Linked DNA regions of Anser cygnoides: region 1 is linked to region 2. A link is a contact called in public Hi-C data. All regions are on one chromosome and are shown on one strand. Each heading gives the region's core, a stretch centred on a gene start, on an enhancer-like site or on the middle of the called end of the contact. The rest is flanking DNA. Distances are from core to core; before and after follow the strand shown. Region 1 has its middle 150 kb from the start of SETD4. Region 2 overlaps RUNX1 (RUNX family transcription factor 1).

What was found. A called contact is a pair of places that touch in the nucleus more often than the background predicts.
Region 1: a contact with region 2 is called in a Hi-C map of liver, with 2.4 times the contacts expected there. The contact joins two enhancer-like sites. A contact is called at or near these places in 2 of 7 Hi-C or Micro-C datasets (granulosa cells and liver).

The regions. Positions count from the first base shown.
Region 1 is chr1:114,506,539-114,511,980 of Taihu_goose_T2T_genome, forward strand. No RefSeq gene overlaps it. Among named protein-coding and RNA genes, the nearest start is that of SETD4, 150 kb to the right of the region's middle. Within about 2 kb of position 1,508, at least 1 of the 3 cell types and tissues checked has open chromatin away from gene starts, as enhancers often do.
Region 2 is chr1:114,157,739-114,163,439 of Taihu_goose_T2T_genome, forward strand. It overlaps RUNX1 (RUNX family transcription factor 1), which reads right to left. Exons shown (of 8, transcript XM_048071509.2): 3 at 226-479. Among named protein-coding and RNA genes, the nearest start is that of RUNX1, 91 kb to the right of the region's middle. Within about 2 kb of position 2,238, at least 2 of the 3 cell types and tissues checked have open chromatin away from gene starts, as enhancers often do.

The DNA of each region.
Region 1 (5,442 bases), core at 258-2,757, 350 kb after region 2:
CGCAGGCACAAAGTAGAGTTCAGTCCGAGTTTGCAGAGACTGGCCAGTCAGGTCTATCCATGCGACCATGACTCACCTGCTCCAGCATGTTCAATGAAATGCACTCTATTCATCTGCACCATTTAAAGGAATCAAAAATAATAAAAATAATACCAAAAAAAATCCTTCAATCAAGGAGGCAAAATCCTACAAAACTTTAATTTGAAGCAGGAATGGCATCACAGCCCGCATCAGTAACACCATAAAGAAACTGAGGAATCCTTGTACAGCCGAGCCACAATTACCCCAAGACATGCGGGAATGAAACACGGCAGACACAGTTGGCTGTCAGCAGCTCTCTGTTGCCTCTCTGGGCAAGCAGAGGGATGGGGAAGTTCATCCTGTAAAACAGCATGAGTAGCCACCCTGTGTGAAAGAAGACAGGGCTCAGCTTTCAGATCAGAAAGGAAGCATTTTACAGAGAATAACCAGGGCTTGCAATCTCTATTGTTTAAAGAGGCAGAAGCTATAAGAACATGCAGCCATCCATACAAGCAAACGTGCTGAAGTATTTACTAAATGGATATGGATTTTGCATGTGATAGACCAGATGCAGCTCTCCTTAAAGCCTGCACTATGCCCTCATACACAAACACACACCTCTGAGTGCTGGAATATTTTCTTTTAGATCAAAGGAAATGGTCCATATGACTTTCTTTTTTTTTCTTTCCTTTTTTTTCTTTTTTTTCTTTTTTTTTCTTTCTTTTTTCTTTTTTTTTTTCTTTTTTAACTGTTAGGAAAACTTCACCACATCTCTTTTCCCCCCAGACCAATCAGCAAGCTAAAAAAATAGCTATCATCGGTATAGCTCTACCAGGCTTTTCATTCCCCTAAGCGCTCAGCCTTGTCATGCTCATCTTCTCTCCACAAGACACAGGAGTGTGTACCAGAGCACAGCCTTTGTGGTATCCTGGGGAAATGGAGAAAAATGCTTTCCAGTTTGCATATTTTCATTATGCTACAGCCCCTCAGTAGCTAATCAGACAGTACCTTCCCCTACCCAACTCATCTCTTAGACTTCAGTTTCCAAGTTCTCCTTTCTAAAAGAAGCACTCCTGTACTTTTTTCCTATATTTCCAGCATTTGTGTCATCCTCCCCACACCCAGGCTGTGCCAAGTGGCCATCAGTGCCACCACATCTGGCCAACTCAGGGATGTCCTCCAGTGTATGGGCTGAGCCATATAGGAGTCTCCTTACCATTTCACCTCATCTGATTTATAGCTAAGTATTAGATACCTCAATATGAATTCCTCTTAGTGTCTCACGTAGATGGGTACACCTTTTTAAGTGCCCTCTAAGAACTGGGCCCGATATATAGTCTTAGCACCATTCTTAACCTTTATAAGATTCACCGTGCTCAATGCATTTTTTTTTTAGGTATCGTCATTTGCTACAAACTCTGCCTTGCTCAGAAAGAAAGAGAGGAACAGCAATAACGAGGCTCTTTTCTCTCCTTGTTAATCACAGAATGACACCAAAAGGCCGAGAGAAGAAATGCAGGCAGGGAATGTGTGCTAAGCTCCCTTGAAAAGAGAGCATCCAGCCAGTGGGAAAAGCTTCGGTGCGGTTCTGCTGCCTCGGTGTGCATCACCCCAGACCTCTCTATGGACTATGGTGACCAAAGAGGAAAATGAGCAAGTCCTTGTGGAGGGGTGGAGAAGTCTGCCTTAACCACTCCTGAAAGTTTGAGTCAAAGCACCCTGAGTTTCAGAGAATGTCTAGCTTTAACATTTTCAGATGTATCAGCCTCTAACAACAGGACCACTGGCAAAAGTCAAAATAGAGCAGGCCAAGCAAACTGAAAACTGGCATGCCAGCAGTTAAAAATAGGAAAGATAGAAAATATTGTGAAAGGTGTAAGCTCCCCTTCAGAAAACCAGAACTCCTCAAATCCCCTTTGAACTTCGTGCAAAGGGAAAAAAAAAAAAAACCCTACATATTTAGAGGAAAAAATGTAAAAATCCCCATGATAGATAGAAACCAACCATTAAAATAGCTTGCAGGCTCCACAAACAAAAGCCAATAATGTGAAGATGCCAAGCTATTTCAGGCTCCGTAGCTTGAAAAAAAAAAATTCAAATTCCTCAAAACCCGCTCATCCCAGGAAACTGATCCTGGCAGCTTCTGCCCTGAAATGGTTTCTGGGTTTGGATGCCTTGTGGGTTCCACAGACCTGGAGAAAGGAGCAGTAAGGAGGACATGCCAGTGGCCCTGGAGATATTTTGCTGCCAAGGTATGGAAGTGCAGAACACTAGGCATGACTAAAGAATGTCCAGCCACACTGGGTCCCCTCCATTAACTTTTCCCACTCAGAGGAAAAACACCCCAGATCCCAGCCCCAGGGAACAAGTGTTTCTAATCACTCATGTTAAATTTTTCTAGGACTGCTGAAGTCCTTAAGTCAAAGAATGCAAAAGGAGTACGTGATGTTTGTTAGTACTGATGCTAGCACATGGCAGCTCAGTCTCGTTAAAAGGCTGTGCCCTGGCCTGAGCCCTTGGCTTTAGCAGGTGTCTGTTTTCCTGGGGGATTGCCTTCAAGGCAAGCAAGCAAGTAAAAAAATATTTACTGGTGTACTATAGCTTATGATATTTACAGGTTCTATTTAGAAAGAAAGACACATAAAAAGTTGACAGGGTAAGGTCTAGATCACTTGTTTGTCAAAGTCAGCTCCACAGATAGATTTTCAAAAGACAATCACAGAAAGGCAAGTTGAGGAAAACTGTAGAAAACGAAGAGAGATACAACCACGCTATGGTTTCTTTTCATTCCCGTGGCACAATATAAGTTAAATCAAATTCTCCGTGTCAGATAATGCCACTGCTGCTCTGTGTGGTGCAAGGAGCAGTCCCAGAACACTTGTGCAAAACAAATTGTATCTAACCATACCTAGAACTAGGCTAAAACTACTCACTTTCTCTGTTATATTGGTGGTGTTCAAAAGCTATCCAATTAATAAAGGCAGCTCAATTTAGTATAGGGAGCGGGTTGATATTGTACAATATTAAAGAGCAAGCATTAAGGAAGGAGATGGAAGAAAGGGAGAGGAATTAACACGAGTTAAAACACTGTCAAGATGAGGCAGCTTTAAATGCAAAAGGGACTAAAGGTTAAGGTCTTCGCTTGATTCACTGTTATTTGATACCTACAGGAAATTAAACCACAGAAGCTCAGGTCAAAAAAACATTAATAAAAATGAGGAAATTCAGAAGTTTGGAAAAAAAAATGTTATGATATTTTAATGTCATTTTTCTCTGTTTCAGTGGTTTTCAGGCAAGTGTATCACATTGTGTACCAGACTGTATATAGGCTGCAATGCTTAGTGTGACTTGTGGCTTACAGTGCTGTCACTGAATTTTCCCAGTTTGGCTGGTTCCAAGTCATAGTAGAATATTACTCACCCAGAATCCCCATGCAGCTTAATAGAAACAATGAAGTGTATAGACATCCACCATCTGTTAGGAATTGTGGCAGCTCTGTAGGGCACAGCTGATAATGTTTGAAGTAAAGATTTTTTGGTTTGGGCAAGGAGCTGTGGTGAGCAGCTTGCTGCTTTTGGTTGAAAATAAATGCTAAGTTACTGAAACAAAGGAGAGAATGTTTTTCCTTGTATAGCCATTTTAGCTAACAGCTTTGCGTTGGCCAGAAACTTGTTGCATGGTCTAACTTACAGCATAAACATTATGAATTAGATAACCAGTTTGAAATAATACCAAGTAGGTTGTTCTTCTTCTTCTTCAAAAAAGCCTGTTTTGCAGCCTAAAGTTTCAATCACTGTTTTTTCATTGAGGATAAGTGGAGCAAGATGTCCATGTTTCACTTGTAGTGCTCTATTGCAGTCATACAGGAAGCCCCTCATCTTGCTCTTCTCTGGGTTTGCTTCATGAATGGTTTTTGGACATGTAAAAGTTCATGAGCATCATTCTTCATGTAAGCCCTATTGCCCCTTTCCCACCACTTAAAACAAAGCTAAAATTTTTTATCATCATAAGGCCATGCCCTTAATGGAAATCTTTGACATGAACAGTGCAGTGGAAACACTCAAATTGCTGGAAACAGCCAAGAGAGAAAGAGCAACCAAAAAAAAAAAAAAAAGCAAGAACAAAAGCTAAGTATACTGTATGGCAGTGAATCATAACCTTGATTCAGTTATAAAGTGTATCCAGCATAAAGCTGCTTGAGACACAGTGTATGTTCCCCATACACAATAATAAATCATAATCACTTACTTGAGGTGCTTTGTTATGAAGCAGTCCTACTTCTTTCTTGAATTAATGAGTTTAAAAATCCTGCTAAAGATTAAATACCTGGCTTTAATTTCATTAAAGGTAAAAAAAAAAAAAAAAAAGTATCGTCTCCCACATCCAATCTTTTTTCAGATGTGTACAAATCCCCACTCTGTACTTAGTTATTGAGTCAAAGGCTGATGAGGCAGTCTTTAGAAGTACTTCTGTATCACACAACACTATTACCCAAAGTGTTTCAAAGCTTCATCTATTACTGTCATTGTAGTAGTTCCCATGTCAGTATGGAGCCCACTGACTTCCCAAGACTTGTGTCACTGAGCTGTGCAGATCAGTGTCAATGGTCACAGTTTACAAGCTAGATTAATGGGCATCATCTCCCTTATCTGTGCAAAGACCAACCACTCAGGCTTCTGTTGCTTTGGTTCTGGACCTTCATCTTGATGGTCATCCCCTGTTATCTGGGCTTCTCCCCGTCAGTAAAAAGAAAAATGAAAATTTTCCCAAGAGGCATAGCTGCTGTCTGCATTGCATGTGCATCTTGGATTCAAAATGCAAGTATTTTGGCCAAAGCCCTGCTCTGAGAAGTTAGCCCTTGCAGAACACAGTAGGTGGGCAGTTTGATCTGGTGTTGGCCATGCTATTCTACAGATGTGCTGGAGGTGACAACCTCATTAGCAATGGCTCAGGGAGGTCAGTCATACAGAGCTATGTATTCCATATGTACACACTCCATGGCACAAACACAGGGTTGGCAAAAAATGTGTTGACATTGGTCACTTATCTTAATCATCTGACATGCATTGCTCAGAGTTTTCATTTTTAAAGATCAGCTACATAAACTTCCTAGTCAGACAGATGTTGGGATAAAGTATACAACTATCCACATCCTTCTTTCTACGGCAACCAAGTAAATAATACATCTAAAATGAAAACCAAAAAGAGCTTGCCACACTTAATTTATAATTAATTTACAAAGCATTTTCTCAAGGTATAAGAGAAATGATTATGCACTCAGCTATACTGAAATAATTTAAAGGCCATCTATTTGCTGTCACTGCACTGATATGGTTTAATTACATTCTAAAAATATATTGAACAGGCTTTCAAAGGAAGACTATATTGCTGAGATGTCTTATTATTTTAACAACAAACCAA
Region 2 (5,701 bases), core at 988-3,487:
GGGTCCCGCCCGTCCCGCCCGCACCCGCTCCGCTCCCCGGGTGGCTGCGGCGGGCGAAGGGAGGGAGGCTCGGGGCTGTCCCCCCTCGTGTGTCCCGTCTCCCCCCGTGTGTCCCGTCCCCTCCGTGGGTCCCGCGTGTCCCGTCCCCGCCGCGTGGGTCCCATCCCTCCCCCGGCCGCCCCGTGCCCCCCAGGATCGCGCTGTCGGGCGGGCGGCAGGACGTACCTTGAAGGCGATGGGCAGCGTCTTGTTGCAGCGCCAGTGGGTGGGCAGCACGGAGCAGAGGAAGTTGGGGCTGTCGGTGCGCACCAGCTCCCCGGGGTGATCCGCCAGGACCTCCACCATGCTGCGGTCGGCGCTGCGCAGCTTCCCCGCCAGGGCGCCGCTGTGCTCGGCGCCGGGCAGCGGCAGCGGCTCGCTCATCTTCCCCGGGCTCAGCGTGGTGGAGGGCGGCGTGAAGCGGCGGCTGGTGCTGGTATCTACGGGGATACGCATCACAACAAGCCTGTTGAGTGAGGGACCTCCACAGAGTTCTTACCAAGCAGCCAAGCGAGCGTAACTCTTCGGCGAGCCGCTCTCTGGGGACCAACATAAACGGATACGGGCTGAGCACCCGGGGGAAACTCGGTTCTACGCCAGTCCCCAAAGTTTAATTTTTTTTTTTTTCTCTCTCCTCTTTGCCGAACGCGGCTGCGGCAGCGAGCACGCCGAGACTTAACTCTTGGCTTCCCGGTGCCGCGGCAGAGGCGGCGTTAATCCAGTAAGAGAAAAGGTCTTCGGTGCGGGGCCGCACCGCCGCGCCCGGGCATTGAGGGCTTTGGCGTGGCCAAAAGTTCCCGCAGGGCACGCTCCGGGAGGGCTCCCCAGCAAAAGCTACGCGAGTGGGGTGAAAGCCGGGAGCAGGAGAAAGCCGGGCTTCCCGGGGAGGCAGCTGCCTAGCGCTTTCTTCCAGGTGGCTCCTCTACAGTCCCGGGGGGAAGCGGAGCACATCAGCGTCTTGCGGAGGCGAAAGTCGCTCTTACAAGCAGCGAAACGCGGGGTCGGTTTTGGGCTTTGTGCTCAAAGGTCAGCCGGCTGGCACCGCACAGACATACCCACGCAGGCACACACACACCACGTACACCGCGCTTCATCAAACATTTACAGTATCATCTGCGGAGGATTTAACCACGCCGGGAATCCATTAACGTTCTCTGCAGGGTTTTGGTTTTAAGCAGCCTTGGAAATCGGCTTCAGTAGTTTGGTTTGCGAGTGCTCATGGCATGACCTCTCAATAATTCTCGCGAAAAAAAAAAAATTAAAAAAAAATAAAAAAGAAAAATAAAAAGCTCAGTGCATGGCATTCAAGCTTCAGATCTCTCTCTGTGCACTTGTCTTTGGTATAACGCCTGCCATGAACGCAAGGAAAGGTTGCAGCCGCTCACGAGCGCTGAGGCTGAGAGGTCCACATCTGAGAAGTTGGGTTTGGGGATGTTGGTTAAATTGTGGGTTCTCCCTGCGGTTTTGTGTGTGCAACAGCGCTCTCTCTCTCTCACTCACGTTCCCCTCAGCAGACAAACCAACAGCCTGCAACAACTTCGAAAGTCATTGCCAATTAGTATTATTTTTTTTTTTTCGGTATCTGAGGCAGCCTTCCTCTAATCCGGCCGCAGGAGCCGGCTGCTTACCAACACTTTAACCGCAGCAGGTGGAAGCCTGCTTTGGGAAGCATGGCTCGTCTCCCCAGCGGGGTGGATGGGGGCTGGCTGCGGGCAGAGCCCCCGCACCCGGCCAAGCGGCGGCAGCCAAAAACACCCGATGGCAAAAAGCACCCAGGGGAGCGGGTGGGGGCAGAGCCGCTAACCCCCAGGCGGGGAGGAAGCAACGGGGGAAAAAAAAAAAAAAAAAGAAAACAGGAAAAAAAAAATAATGAAAGCCAACGAAATGAGAAAGTTCCCAGGCAGGGTCACAAGTCACAGCCTCCAGCCCAGACGACGGCTCAGGATAAAGCACATTTCCACAGCGGGGAGCTCCCGGGGTCTTCGCAAAGCTTCCCACGGCGCCGGCACCCGTCGGCTCGCTGCCGCCCTTTGCCCCCCGTGGTCTGCCCGGCCCGGCCCGGCCCGGCCCGGCTCGGCTCGGTTCGGCTCCGCTCGGCTCCGCTCGGCTCCGGCGCGCGCCGCCGGGATGAATGGAGGAGGCGCGCGGCGGGCGGCGCGCGGAGGAATGTCATCCCCGCGGCTGCTTTGCATACGGGCGGCGCGGCGGCCAATCAGCGCCCTCCCCGCCGGCAGCCAGGGCGCGGCCGCGGGCCAGGGGCTCCCGGAATTGGCGCGCCCGCCGCCGCCGCCGCCGCCGCTACTGTGCGGGCAGCGCCCGGCCGGCGCGCGCCCCCGAGCGCGCCCCCGAGCACGCAGGGCTCCGGGTCCCCGAGACCCCCGCAGACCCCCTCCCCCCCCTCTCCCCGGTGAGCCCCGTCCCGGTACGTTACACCGGGCTGATGGCGTGGCTGCCTGTTTTTTTTTTTATCATTATTATCATTATTTACTTATTTATTATTTTTATTTTTTCTGGGGGGGTGTGCGCTGGAGTTCCTCCATCCCCCGGGAAGGGGGGCTTGGGGCTCCCCCGGGACGAGGACGGGGCCGTACCCGCACCCGCTGCAGCTCCGCCGCGGGGCCGGCAGAGGGGGCCCGCCGCCTGCCCTCGGCGCTCCGCCGCCCGCCGCGGGGACCGGGGCTGCGGGACGGCTCCGCCCGGCTCGGCACGGCTCCGATCGGCACGGCACGGCGGGGGGAAGCCCCCCGTGTCACGCCTGTGCGTCTCTGTGATTATTATCATTATCATTATCATTATTATTTATACATATATATTTTTTTTAACTCCGTCTTCCCGCACGGGCGCTCCCCGCCACCAGTTGCGCCCCGCCGAGCGCTCGCTTGTTGGAAATTAACCTCGGGTTTAAGTTATTGCGGAGATGTTTTCTGCCGGTGGGAGAAAAAAATAAAATTGTACGGGCGAGTGGCTGGTGGAAACTGCCGCGTGGAAGCCGTCTGGGGTGTGTTAGTGGCTGATAACTTTTTACGGGCATTACAGAGATAAGAAGAGCTATTTCAGTGATGCGCACACATCCATATACATAGCCTAAAACGCTAAAATACGCATATAGTGTTTGGGTTTTCTTTTTCTTATTTTCTTTTTCTTCTTTTTCTTTTCCTTTTTCTTTTTCTATTCCCGCTTTCTTTTCCCTTTCCCTTTTCTTTTTCTTTTCCTTTTTCTTTCTCCTTTTCTTTCCCTTTCCCTTTTCATTTTCCTTTTTCCTTTTCCCTTTCCATTTCCCTTTTCTATTTTCCCTTTTCCCTTTTCTTTCTTTCTGCTCTGCTTCTTCTATTTTAGTTAAGAGGTAGGGAGTATTTTCTGTTTAAATTAATCAATATATGAACTATAAATCCCACTCAGTGCTTTGCATCCTTTCTCAATCTGAGCTTCATATAAATACAAAATCAAGCCATTCTATTACACACGTGAATGGTCTGAAAAATACAAAATGCCCCAGTTTAACAGAAGACGGAGAAAAGATTCCATGCTTACACTTTTCTGTAACTTAGTTTACGTTTTGTTTTTTAACTTAGCAGCATTACCAGGGCTGAGGTGAGGGACTTTAATCTCGGCTGAAGGTGACCATATTGTTTTTTAACTGCACAGAACCACGCTTTCACCAAGGGAAGCTAAGGAGTTAAGTAAGAGAGGGCAGGAAGGGAAAATACAGTGGAGATGATATTTCAATGCAGATCAAGCTATCTGTTTTACATACCCGTTAACACTTACAACAGGTGGGGGGAGGTGTCTATTTATTTATTTTTAATCTAATACAATCTATCATCTTCCTTATAATTTTTTTTTTTTTTGCATGACAAAGAGAAGAGGTCTCACAGGGATTTGCTACCCCCTTACTGTATCTTGAGCAGCCACTCTGGAAGAATGGGAATTAATGAATGAAGCAGCTTGCAGGGATACCTGTCATTAGGCAAAGTAAGGAAATGAGGCAGGGTATTTAAAGTCGGTATTTCTTCTCACATGCTAAGACTTTTCAGCATCCCCAGTGCCAAGACTTGCGCTCGGACAGTCAGTCCTTTGTGCAAGAATCCCTTTGAAGCTGGAATCACAACTGGTATTACACCTTTACCCATTCACATACAGCACTGCTCACGTTTGTATTTTGACATCAATTTATTACGGCCGTAAACAAACCACAACTGAATCTCTATCTACCATGCATTGCCTCTGTCATACGGGATTACTAGACCACAAAGCACCGAGCTTTTTACATAACACAGTTAAAGCAAAAGCTTCGGAAATATGAGAGAGGGAGCAACAATTTAGGGATGAATTTTAAACAGCTTAAATTGCAAGGGGAGAATTAGAGCCTGACCTCACCGCACATGCAGACACTCCCTGGCCAAACAGGCAGAAGTGGACACTTGTTTGAAATGGTTTGAATTTGTGCAGGGCGAGAGAAAACTTGAACGAGGAAGGCAGCAAGACGTTTTGTTAGAGGAGAAAAAATGCAGACCATAACGGAGCTGGCATACACACAACGTGAACGCAAACCGAAAGAACTGGCTACAGACCCTGATCTTGCCAACAATTAGAAACATGCCTAACCTCATTCTTAGCAACCTTCCTGCTGCATGCAACAGAAATCTCATCAGGGAATGCAATCGTGCACGCACTGGGCTTAACATCTGGGCTTAACATGGCATTATTCGGTGGGTCAGCTCCTACCGCTTGCACCTGAATTAATTTAATATAAGTATTTAGGCCCTCCTGAAGATACATCTAGTGGTGTGAGAGTGCCTTGCTTCTGCTGGTGGTGAATCAGGGGGTTAATGCTTGGAAATTAAATCTGTAGGATCAGGCTTCTGAGTTGCCCCTGCAAGTATTTATAGCATAACAGTTACCATCACGGGTAATTCCAGTGACTGACAGGGAAACAATTGCTGTAGTGATATATTAAATTATTTTGGTACTGGAATAATGTTTCATTATTCCAGTAATTAAACATTGGACAGAGAAAAGCAGCTGCCTGCAAGTAAAAAGGTAAGGTGCTCCTTGTTTCCTGCAGTGATCTCTCTCGTGCAGTGAAATGCGAATGTTTCATCCCAGCACATGAGGCTCAGGTATGATGCCACCGAGAAAGAGACGTGAGATGGCCGGTGTGATGCCAGGGAATTTGGCTCAGTGGGCCAGGACTACACAGGTGTGTGGTGTGTAACTTTGCTCTGTTTCAGGGAGGGGGGAGTGCCTAAACCCCGCAGGGTTTTTTGATCTCTGTTAACAGATCCAAGGTTATTCTCTCTGGAAGAGGGAAAACTGGCTGCAGCTCGGTTTATACAAAGCAGAGGGGTTGTGATGAACGATGAAATACCACATTTTCATTTGATACCTGTAGTCTGGGCATCTGATTACTTGTGACCCAACTTGACCACTGAAAAATTTCCCAAGTTTTCAAATAGGGAAAAGCCATCCACAGTATTGTCACTCAAAATACTTCAGAGGGTGGACGTAACGCCCACTCTGAGGATGTGGGAAACGATTTGCCTAAATAGTAGGCACGTTACCTGAGGCATGGATGACAAGGGCATGGTCTGACATAAGAAGGGAGCTTCCTTTCACCATTTCTCCTCCCTGACCATTCAGAATGTGCAAACCAGAGCGCTGC